Regions from separate parts of the Mus musculus genome. Here region 2 is linked to region 1. The links are chromatin contacts, called in public HiChIP or PLAC-seq maps. All regions are on one chromosome and are shown on one strand. The core of a region is the stretch at or near the end of the contact, and the rest is flanking DNA. Distances in the headings are between cores, read along the strand shown. Region 1 holds the start of Als2cl (ALS2 C-terminal like). Region 2 overlaps Ccdc12 (coiled-coil domain containing 12).

Region 1 (4,132 bases), core at 1,545-4,044:
ACCCTCTGTAATGAGATGGTATGCCCTCTTCTGGTGTGTCTGAAAACAGCTACAGTGTACTTACATATAATAAATAAATACATCTTAAAAAGAAAGAAAGAAAGGTTCATTGAAATGTCTGCCCAGCCTGTGAGGATGGCCCACCTTCATTGGCCGGCAGACAAGCCTCACTTTGCCTCAGTCAACCCTGAAGATCATGCAGAGCTTCAGAACGAGGGAACAGGAGATCACACATCAGACTCAGCAAGACAAACCTGGTGACAGGTGACAGAAGGGCAATGAGAAAACTCAGCACGGACAGGAGCCCAGCCCCTGTAAGTCCACCTCCCCCAACCAGACTGAGCAGGATAAGTGGGTCCCACTCAGGAACAGGGTCACTGAGGTAGGCAGGCAGATCAGCTGCCCTAACTGAGCGATCTTAAGCAAGCTGCAATACAGCATCCTGACTCGAGGCACAGGTAGTGAGGAAGCATGTCTGAACCTAGTCCACAGCTGGGCTGTCTGTGGCCCTGCTCAGGCAAAGCCTCCCAAAGCCAGCCCTCACTGTCTTCACTTGGCAAGGATGTTCATCTGCCCAAGTGGCCTGACCCGGAGGGACGCCTCGGGGTGGGGTTAAAGCGTTTTCACTCTGCCTTGTCCTGACACTCTGAAAACGTTTGAAATGAGCAGACTGGGGTGAGTCAGATGTCATCGGGGTGGCCAATGATGGGCAGGTAGGCAGGCACCCCAAATGTCATGAGAGCATCACAGGTCCCTGGCAGAACCTAGGGCTCAGGAGAACTGGCTGCAGAACAGAGCAGGGCGGGGACCTCAGAACTCTGGCCCAGACATTCCTGCCCCACCTTTCCTGCTGCAGTTTGGCTGCATGGGGAGGAGGAGAGACAGGAAAAGGAAGCCGCTAGACACCCAACAGGAGCCATCTTTGCTGGCAGTAAACATAGTGCCTCCCCCCAAACACAGACAAGCAGAGGGTGAGGAGGACAGACTCGGGATCCTCTGGTTCGGCATCTGGTTTCCACTGGCCATGAGAGCCCAGCTGAGGGACTGAGGTGGGCCAAGTGACCTGGGCCTCCCTGACCCTCAACCATGTTTCCAGACATTGATAGACTGGAACGTCTATCCCTATAACCTTGAACTACCCTGGTACCCTGCCCACATTTAGCCGGCTGTCCACAAGAGATCCATCTCAGCCTGATATGTCATAGCTTACCCATCCCTGGTCCTCTCTGAAAAGGAGATCTAACTAGACCAGGACATTTCAGACTCCTGTGGTTGCCCCTCAAAAGAATAAACTGTAGAGAGACGCTTCTCTTGGCATGGATAGACTGGACCTGGGTAGATACGACAGACCCAGATTAGCAGCCACTAACTCTATAGTAGTACCTTTTAGGTCTGTGGTCCCAGAAGGATTTCCACCCCCAGGAAATCACATCACCAGAGGAAAGGGCAGACATTAAACATGGATGGTAAAGGTGGCCCAGGAAGGCTACATCTGGAGTCTGATATAGAAGTCTCCCAGCTAGGAGCTAGAAGCGGTGTCGTGAGTAAAAGGCCAGACACGAGTGTTTGAGAGTATGAGCCAGCAAGAATATTCTCTCTAGCCCTGGGCCCAGCACCCATCCCATAGCCCTCTGGTCAACAACACGGCTTCCTCATACTCTCCCTCCTGCCAACTCTGGGGTCCTGAGTGGCAGGCTGTGCAAACGGTGAATTTGAGGCATGGAAAGTCCAGGAGGGTGTAGAGATACTATCTGTAGATCAGGTGCAGAGCTCAGACCCAGGCCCCTCACTCCCAGCCCTAACAGGCTCACGAGAACTAAGTGGCTCAGAGGTGCTGGGTGACTCACTGAGGTACACCCAGCATTCCTAGTAGGGCCCAGCCTCCCTTCTCACCCCGGGTAGACTTGGTTCAAAAGCTGCAGGGTGAGGCCAAAAAAGTTAAGCTGGGTGCACAGGTGACTCAGCTATTGTCCTTGTGGCCATCTAAACAGTAGCTAGACCTTTCCCTTGCATTCTTGGCCTCTGTCCACACCAGATCGCTCCCAAGCAGGGTCACTGGGGCCTTCCCTGCCCTCACCCAGTTCTGGCCCCTCAGGCCCCTTAAGCCGCACCCTAGCATGGCACTCACTCTGGTATTTCCTGATCTGGAGTGGCATGGACCTTATTTCTGCTTTTCCTGGACTATGCTAGAGGCCCATTAATCAACCTACATGCCCGGTGGGCAGTGGAGAAAGTGCTCCAGGCAAGTGCACAAAACTGTCACACGGGCCCTCCAGTCTTCAGCCCCTTCTCTGCCTCTCTTGCCCTACATGCCTCCCAGTCTCCGCATTAGCTTTTCCCGACTGCATTAGTCAGTTCCAAACTACTCTGCTCCAACATTCGGACATCCGTCTAGGCTCCTCCCAGGCAGGCAACACCACCTTTTCGGCTTCTCTGTCAGCCCTTCCGCCCTGACCAGCCAGGTCACCTGCTCCTGGCAGCCTCTCTCCCTCTGGGTGATAAACTCGCACCTGGGTTCTGGCCTGGACGCAGGGCACGGTGCTCGCGCTCCGCACTGCTGCTAGGGGTTGGACCCCGCGCTGCGTTTAAACCGGAGCCGGGCGGCCACGGGACCGGGAGGAGGAAGCTGAGACCGAAGATGGAGGGCTCGTGACCATGGCAGCGGGAGGAGGAGAGAGCCCCCACCCGCAGCTGAGCTCGTGGGGCAGCGGACCCCGCCCACCGACGCGCGCTCTTACCTGCGCTTTGCGCCGCGGTGCCCCGAGTGGCCGCGCAGCTCCGCGCCGGGCCGCCCTTCCTCTCCGCGCCCCGCCCCGAGGTGTTGTTCGCGCGGGGGCGTCTCCGAGGAGGCGGGGCTCGGCCTCGGAATGTCCCCAAGCCAACAACTCTCTCCCAGAGCCTCTCCCGCCAGACTGCGAAAGCTCCCCTTCGGTCGGTCCGCGAGCTCCCCAGGATCGCACCCTGGCTGTCTTTCGCCTTTTACCTCCCTCTCCAGATCCGAGGACGGCAGGCAGTGCCTGGGGCCACCCCGATTTCCTTACCCACCAACTCTGCCCAGGCTGTAGCTCTGAAATCTTGCCGACCCCCTTTGGGTCACTGGGCACCCCCCCCCCCTCACCCTCACACACCCGCGAAGGAGCCCTGGGTAGATTCGGGAAACTTGTTGCTTAGAGCAGTTGGCCATGATGATCCGAAGACCCTGAACTGGGCATGCTTTGGTAGCAGCTACTGCTGTGTGTAACCTTGAAGGAGGCCCCCTGCATTCATTCCGGGTACAGCCTGAAGCTGGCCAGTTTCCTGTGCCAAAGCCTTCGACCTTGGAAAGAGCAGCGCAGTTCCAAACCAAAGTCTTGGAAGGAGGAGGGACCATGGTTCAAACCTGTAACAAAGAGGCCTGCTGTCCAGCTGCCGGGCTCCCTTTTGGCCAGCAAGCAAGTCACCCCTCCACCTGCAGTGGCACCCGGCCTCTAGGAGCTGCTGACTAGCCTGGCTGAGTTGCTTCTAAGCCTTCCAAGCCTGAGTACAGAGAGAAGCCTGGGGAGGAGACAGCTGTGAAAGAGCAAGGATAGTCCACCTGCCCCCTACCCAAGTTTTGGACAGCCTCCATGCATTCTGCCAGAGAGAAAAGAGACTTCTAAGAGTTTCTCAGAAGGGGCCTGCCAACTTCAGCATCCCTGGCTCCCTTGGGGTGCTTTCTGGTGAGCATTTAAGTTCTGCCAATCTGCCCTACAGTGGCAGGCTCCAAGTTTGTTGCCCAAGAACCCTACCGCGGTTGCTGCTCTTGTTCACTTCCCTGCTCCAATCTTGGTCTCTCCATCGTCAAGAACCCTCCCGAGCCTCTTCTTCCCTCTCCACTCGGCCAAAACATCTCCTTCCTTCCAGCCTTTTCTTTCTTTCTTGTAAATACTTTTTTAAAAGATAAATGTATTACAGGTTCTTTTTTTTTTTTTTCATGTATGATGTGTATGTATATCCATGCAGGAGTGTGTGAGTGTGTGAGTGTGTGTGTGTGTGTGTGTGTGTGTGATGTTTGGCTGTGTCTCCTCTGGTGCTTTTTTTTTTTTTTGAGACAGCCTCTCATAGGCCTTCACCTAACCACATAGACTAGACTGAGTGCCCAGTGAGTACCTGA
Region 2 (4,054 bases), core at 533-3,032, 200 kb after region 1:
CATCCTGGGATCTGCAAATGATAAGCAAGAGCCCAGAACCTCATGGCCCTGCAGAAGACACCCTTCCACTTCCCACACACAACACACATCCAAGCCAGCTCTGCTTATTTGCACCATTTCTGGGTCCTTCCAAAAGTGCCTTGTCCACTTCCACTCTTGTCAGGCAACACAGGCACCCGACAAGATGCACCTATGTCAACAGCACCTATGACCTGGGCTCAATCAACTGCTGAGGCAGGGTGCATGGAAGGATACATGCAGCAAAGCTATAGCCCATTTGCATGAGTTGTCCCTTGACCTCCACATGCCTGAAGTGATGGCACAAGTCCCCTTCTAAATAATAAACTAGTTTGTTTGTTGGTTTGTTTGTTTGTTTTTGCTTAAACAGGATGTAAATCAGTTGACAGAGTGCTTCTAGCAAGAAAGTAGCCTTATGTTTGATACCAAATACCATATAAACCAGGCCAGAGTGGTACATGTCTGAAATCTCAGAATCAGGGAGGCAGAGCAGGGGCACCAAGAGTTCAAGGTCATTCTCAGCTACAAGAGACCCTGTCTCAAGACAAAACAGAGAAACACAAACAAACAAACAAACAAACAAACAAGAAGCAGGGCATGAGGAGCTCAGGAGGTAAAGGGAACTTGCCACACAGATCTCCTGCCCTGAGCTCAATCCCTAGATCCCAGGAGGAGGGAACTGACCTTTCCAGACAGGGTCTCTCCGTGTAGCCCTGGCTGTTCTGGAGCTCACTCTGTAGACCAGGCTGGTCTTGATCTCAGAGATCTGCCTGTAGTGGCTCTTATTATTTTGTTGCTACACCCCCTTGTTGTCTTTAAATATCTACTAGGGGTTTCTACTCCACTTCACACTATCATTATTCCCAGATAAAAGACACTGAGACCTTTAGATTTATAATAAGCTTTAAAGCACTAGAGCTGGGCAGACATCAGCCCTCTATTTTGTCTACTTGCCTGTGCCATCCCCGAGATATCACTTGCTGTGTTCACCTGAGCCTCTCCTACTCCATCAGGCCAGCCCTCCGTGGCCATGAGCTAAGATCCACCTGCCCAGTGGCCACCTCCTTCCTCTCCTCCTTGTGGTCCCTGCCGGAGACACCAAGCCTGGGATCCTTTGCTCCACCCCCTCTCTTCTGCCCAGCCCATGATGTAAGCATCTTTATTAACCAATCTGGGATAACCCGGGGACAAGGTTTACACAGCATCCTTTGGTGGACCTGGTGATCTCCTTGTTGGGGGCAACCAGACCTTGGGGCCCAGTATTTAGCATTTGAATATGTAGCACCACCAACACCCCACCCCCACCCCCGGAGTTCTGGGATTAAAGGCATGTGTTATCACTGCTGGGGGTGAGAATTGACTTTCTTAAAATAGGTTGATTCTCTAACCTTACACATGAGCAGTGCCATCCCCATCAGCCAATGCCATAGCTAGGACACAGGGCTCCTGGCGGTGTCCGGCTTCTTCCATGTCTAATACCAACTAAAATCTCACCGTCATTCTCTATGGACCACTGACAAAGCTCCAGTAGCCCACACCTGCGTAAGACTGTGGCAATGCCATTGTCTGACTTCATGAGCCCCCACAAAGTTCAAACTGCTTAATATCACCAACAGGATTAGAGTTGGAACCGAACCCCCAAGACCAAGTTCTTAGCAAAGAGGAGATCTATTTGCCCCAGAGGGACAAAGGGCAGGGAGCAAGAGACAAAGACAGGAGACAGAGGACAAGGGAGAAGGAGAATGGAGTATTGTTCCAGAGGGACAAAGGACTGCCTCTGGATAAAGAGAACCTGTGGCCCACAGGCAATGGTGCTTTATGAAGGGAAACCTGTGCTAGGATGAGCAGCTTTCATTTTGATGGGCCAGGTTAACTAGGGTAGCAAAGATGGGGCTTTGACTGCTGGGCTTCAACACTTTAATAGCTGGACCTTGGTGGTCAGCTTCAGGGGAGAAAGTGGCCAAATAAGGAAATAGATCTTAGTGGCTAGCTTTAGGAATGTAATCTAACAGTTCAGAAAAGAGGAAGGAATGGGGAAAGGGAAGGGCAAGGATGCCCAGCTCTTTGCCCAGCTGGGCTGGCTAGAAGCCTTCAATCACTTTGGCCTGTGGGCGTTTAAATAACCACTGGATTTGTCCAAAAGGCAAGTCTGCTCTTCTTGAAGAAAAATCTCAGCCCAGGCAACTCACGAAACCCATGTGCCCAAGCCCTGTCATCTAGCAAGGGTGACAGCAACTGAGGTGAACTTGCTGCGGCAGGGAGCTGGGGGCAGTTGAGGGAACAGTAAGTGTATAATCACCAGACGGCATCAAAGCCACAGGGGCCTGGGACGGTGGGAACCAGAGAGGATGAAGCCCGCAGCCACCTGGAGCCAGTGGGCATGGCAAGGACCGCTAGGGTCACAGGAAGGAACAGATATGATGACACTGAATCCTATATCCAGGCAGAGGGAACAGGGCACCTTCCAAAGGCACAGGTGCAGCGGGAAGGCCATGCTGGACAGGATGCAGAGGTCAGCTGAAGAGGAAAGACAGCCGTGTATCAACCATGTAAATGACGGCGTTTATGAAGAACATTTAACAAGAGCCAGGAAGGAAAGGACAAAGGCCACTGCTGAAGTCACTTAAGTAACAAGCTCAGTGTGGGTCAGGAGAGCCCCTCAGGAGAGCAGACAGAGGGCTCTCAGAGTCTGTCTGTCTGGACCCTTTTAGCTGCTGGCATATCCCCTCATGCTGCACTTGTGGACACACGAGGAGGCTCTCTAGATCCTGTTTTTCTTTTCTTTTCTTTTCTTTTCTTTTCTTTTCTTTTTTCTTTTCTTTTCTTTTCTTTTTTTCGAGACAGGGTTTATCTGTGTAGCCCTGGCTGTCCTGGAACTCACTCTGTAGACCAGGTTGGCCTCGAACTCAAAAATCCACCTGCCTCTGCCTCCCAAGTGCTGGGATTAAAGGTGTGTGCCACCACCGCCCGGCTAGACCCTGTTCTTATCTGGGATCCGTATCATCCCACACAAACAACCTGGTTCAGGACAGCTGAGGCACCTACTTGGTACCTCATAACTCACAGCAGAGAAATGCTGGGTCAGCCTGCTGACCGATGTTTCCCAACTGCATCACACTTTGAAAATCTCAAACGGCCACAGCAACAAGAGAATTACAACCACGGCCCATTCTTAGACCAAGTCAAACTACAACTACCAACCTGTGGCACTGCAAAGGCCTCAAACGTTGTCTAGCTCAAGAGGAACTGGACCGCAGCAGGAGGGCCTGTGATATACAGCACCTACCAAATCAGGAACTCCCCAGCAAGACCTAGGAGCCAGCATGACTAATGGCCTGCCTGCTCTCAGGACCTAACTCTGCACACTAGCTGAGAAGCCCAAGTCAGAGCTCAAGAAGCTGAACTAGAAGAGGAAGTGGCCAACCGTCTAAAGGCTACTGCGGTCACCACAGTGGGCTCTGGACACAGAGCACGCAGGACAAGAAGAGAGAGAGAAACCACGCGAGTGATGTAATGTCTAAAGGGCTACAGTAGGTTCAGATAAAGTACTCAGCAAGAGAAGGGCAGAAACCAGGTTAGACTTGAGGTCTCACTTCCATCTACCTCACCGTCACTGGCAGCAGGGAGTGGCCCACTGCACAGGAGGAGCCTAACACGGCCACACCCACTCTCTGTGCAGACTTTGCAGTAGGAAAAGTGTCCCGGCTGCTGGCCCTATATACCACCTAGGACTGAGAACTGGGAATGATACCCTGCGTGGGGGGGGGGGGGGGGATCGAACACTTCTCTGGTGGCAGCAAAATGGATTGAAGATGGATTCCAAGAGTTGGAAATGGTGGCCAAGTGTCTGTAATACACTTGGGAAGACAGAGGCAAGGAGGATCAGGAAGTCAGGGTCATCCTTAGTGGTAAGAGTTGGAGGCTAGCCTGGGCTGCCAAAGGCACTGGGGTTACAGACAGACGTCCACAGCGCTCTCATTTTAGACACTTCTGGAGCTGGAAAGATGGCTCAGTGGTTAGAGTTCACACTGCTTCC

The links. HiChIP or PLAC-seq counts read pairs in DNA pulled down with a chosen protein or histone mark.
Region 2: a contact with region 1 is called in an H3K4me3 HiChIP or PLAC-seq map of bone marrow-derived macrophages, with 2.2 times the contacts expected there. The contact joins the enhancer-like site here to the promoter of Als2cl in region 1. A contact is called at or near these places in 2 of 39 promoter capture datasets (cranial neural crest and liver), 1 of 484 Hi-C or Micro-C datasets (liver), 4 of 115 datasets of contacts at active chromatin or transcription factors (bone marrow-derived macrophages, embryonic stem cells, kidney and 1 more) and 2 of 9 other capture datasets (adipose tissue and liver).

What each region holds. Positions count from the first base shown.
Region 1 is chr9:110,878,836-110,882,967 of GRCm38.p6, reverse strand. It overlaps Als2cl (ALS2 C-terminal like), which reads right to left and starts at 2,794. Exons shown (of 27, transcript NM_001146059.1): 1 at 2,739-2,794; 2 at 145-254. It overlaps Tmie (transmembrane inner ear), which reads left to right and starts at 2,895. Exons shown (of 6, transcript NM_146260.3): 1 at 2,895-3,698.
Region 2 is chr9:110,676,164-110,680,217 of GRCm38.p6, reverse strand. The region is part of intron 1 of Ccdc12 (coiled-coil domain containing 12); the gene reads right to left. Among named protein-coding and RNA genes, the nearest start is that of Gm35715, 3.0 kb to the right of the region's middle. Within about 2 kb of position 1,782, at least 15 of the 459 cell types and tissues checked have an H3K27ac peak or open chromatin away from gene starts, as enhancers often do. A contact at or near this core is called in bone marrow-derived macrophages, where this site is marked.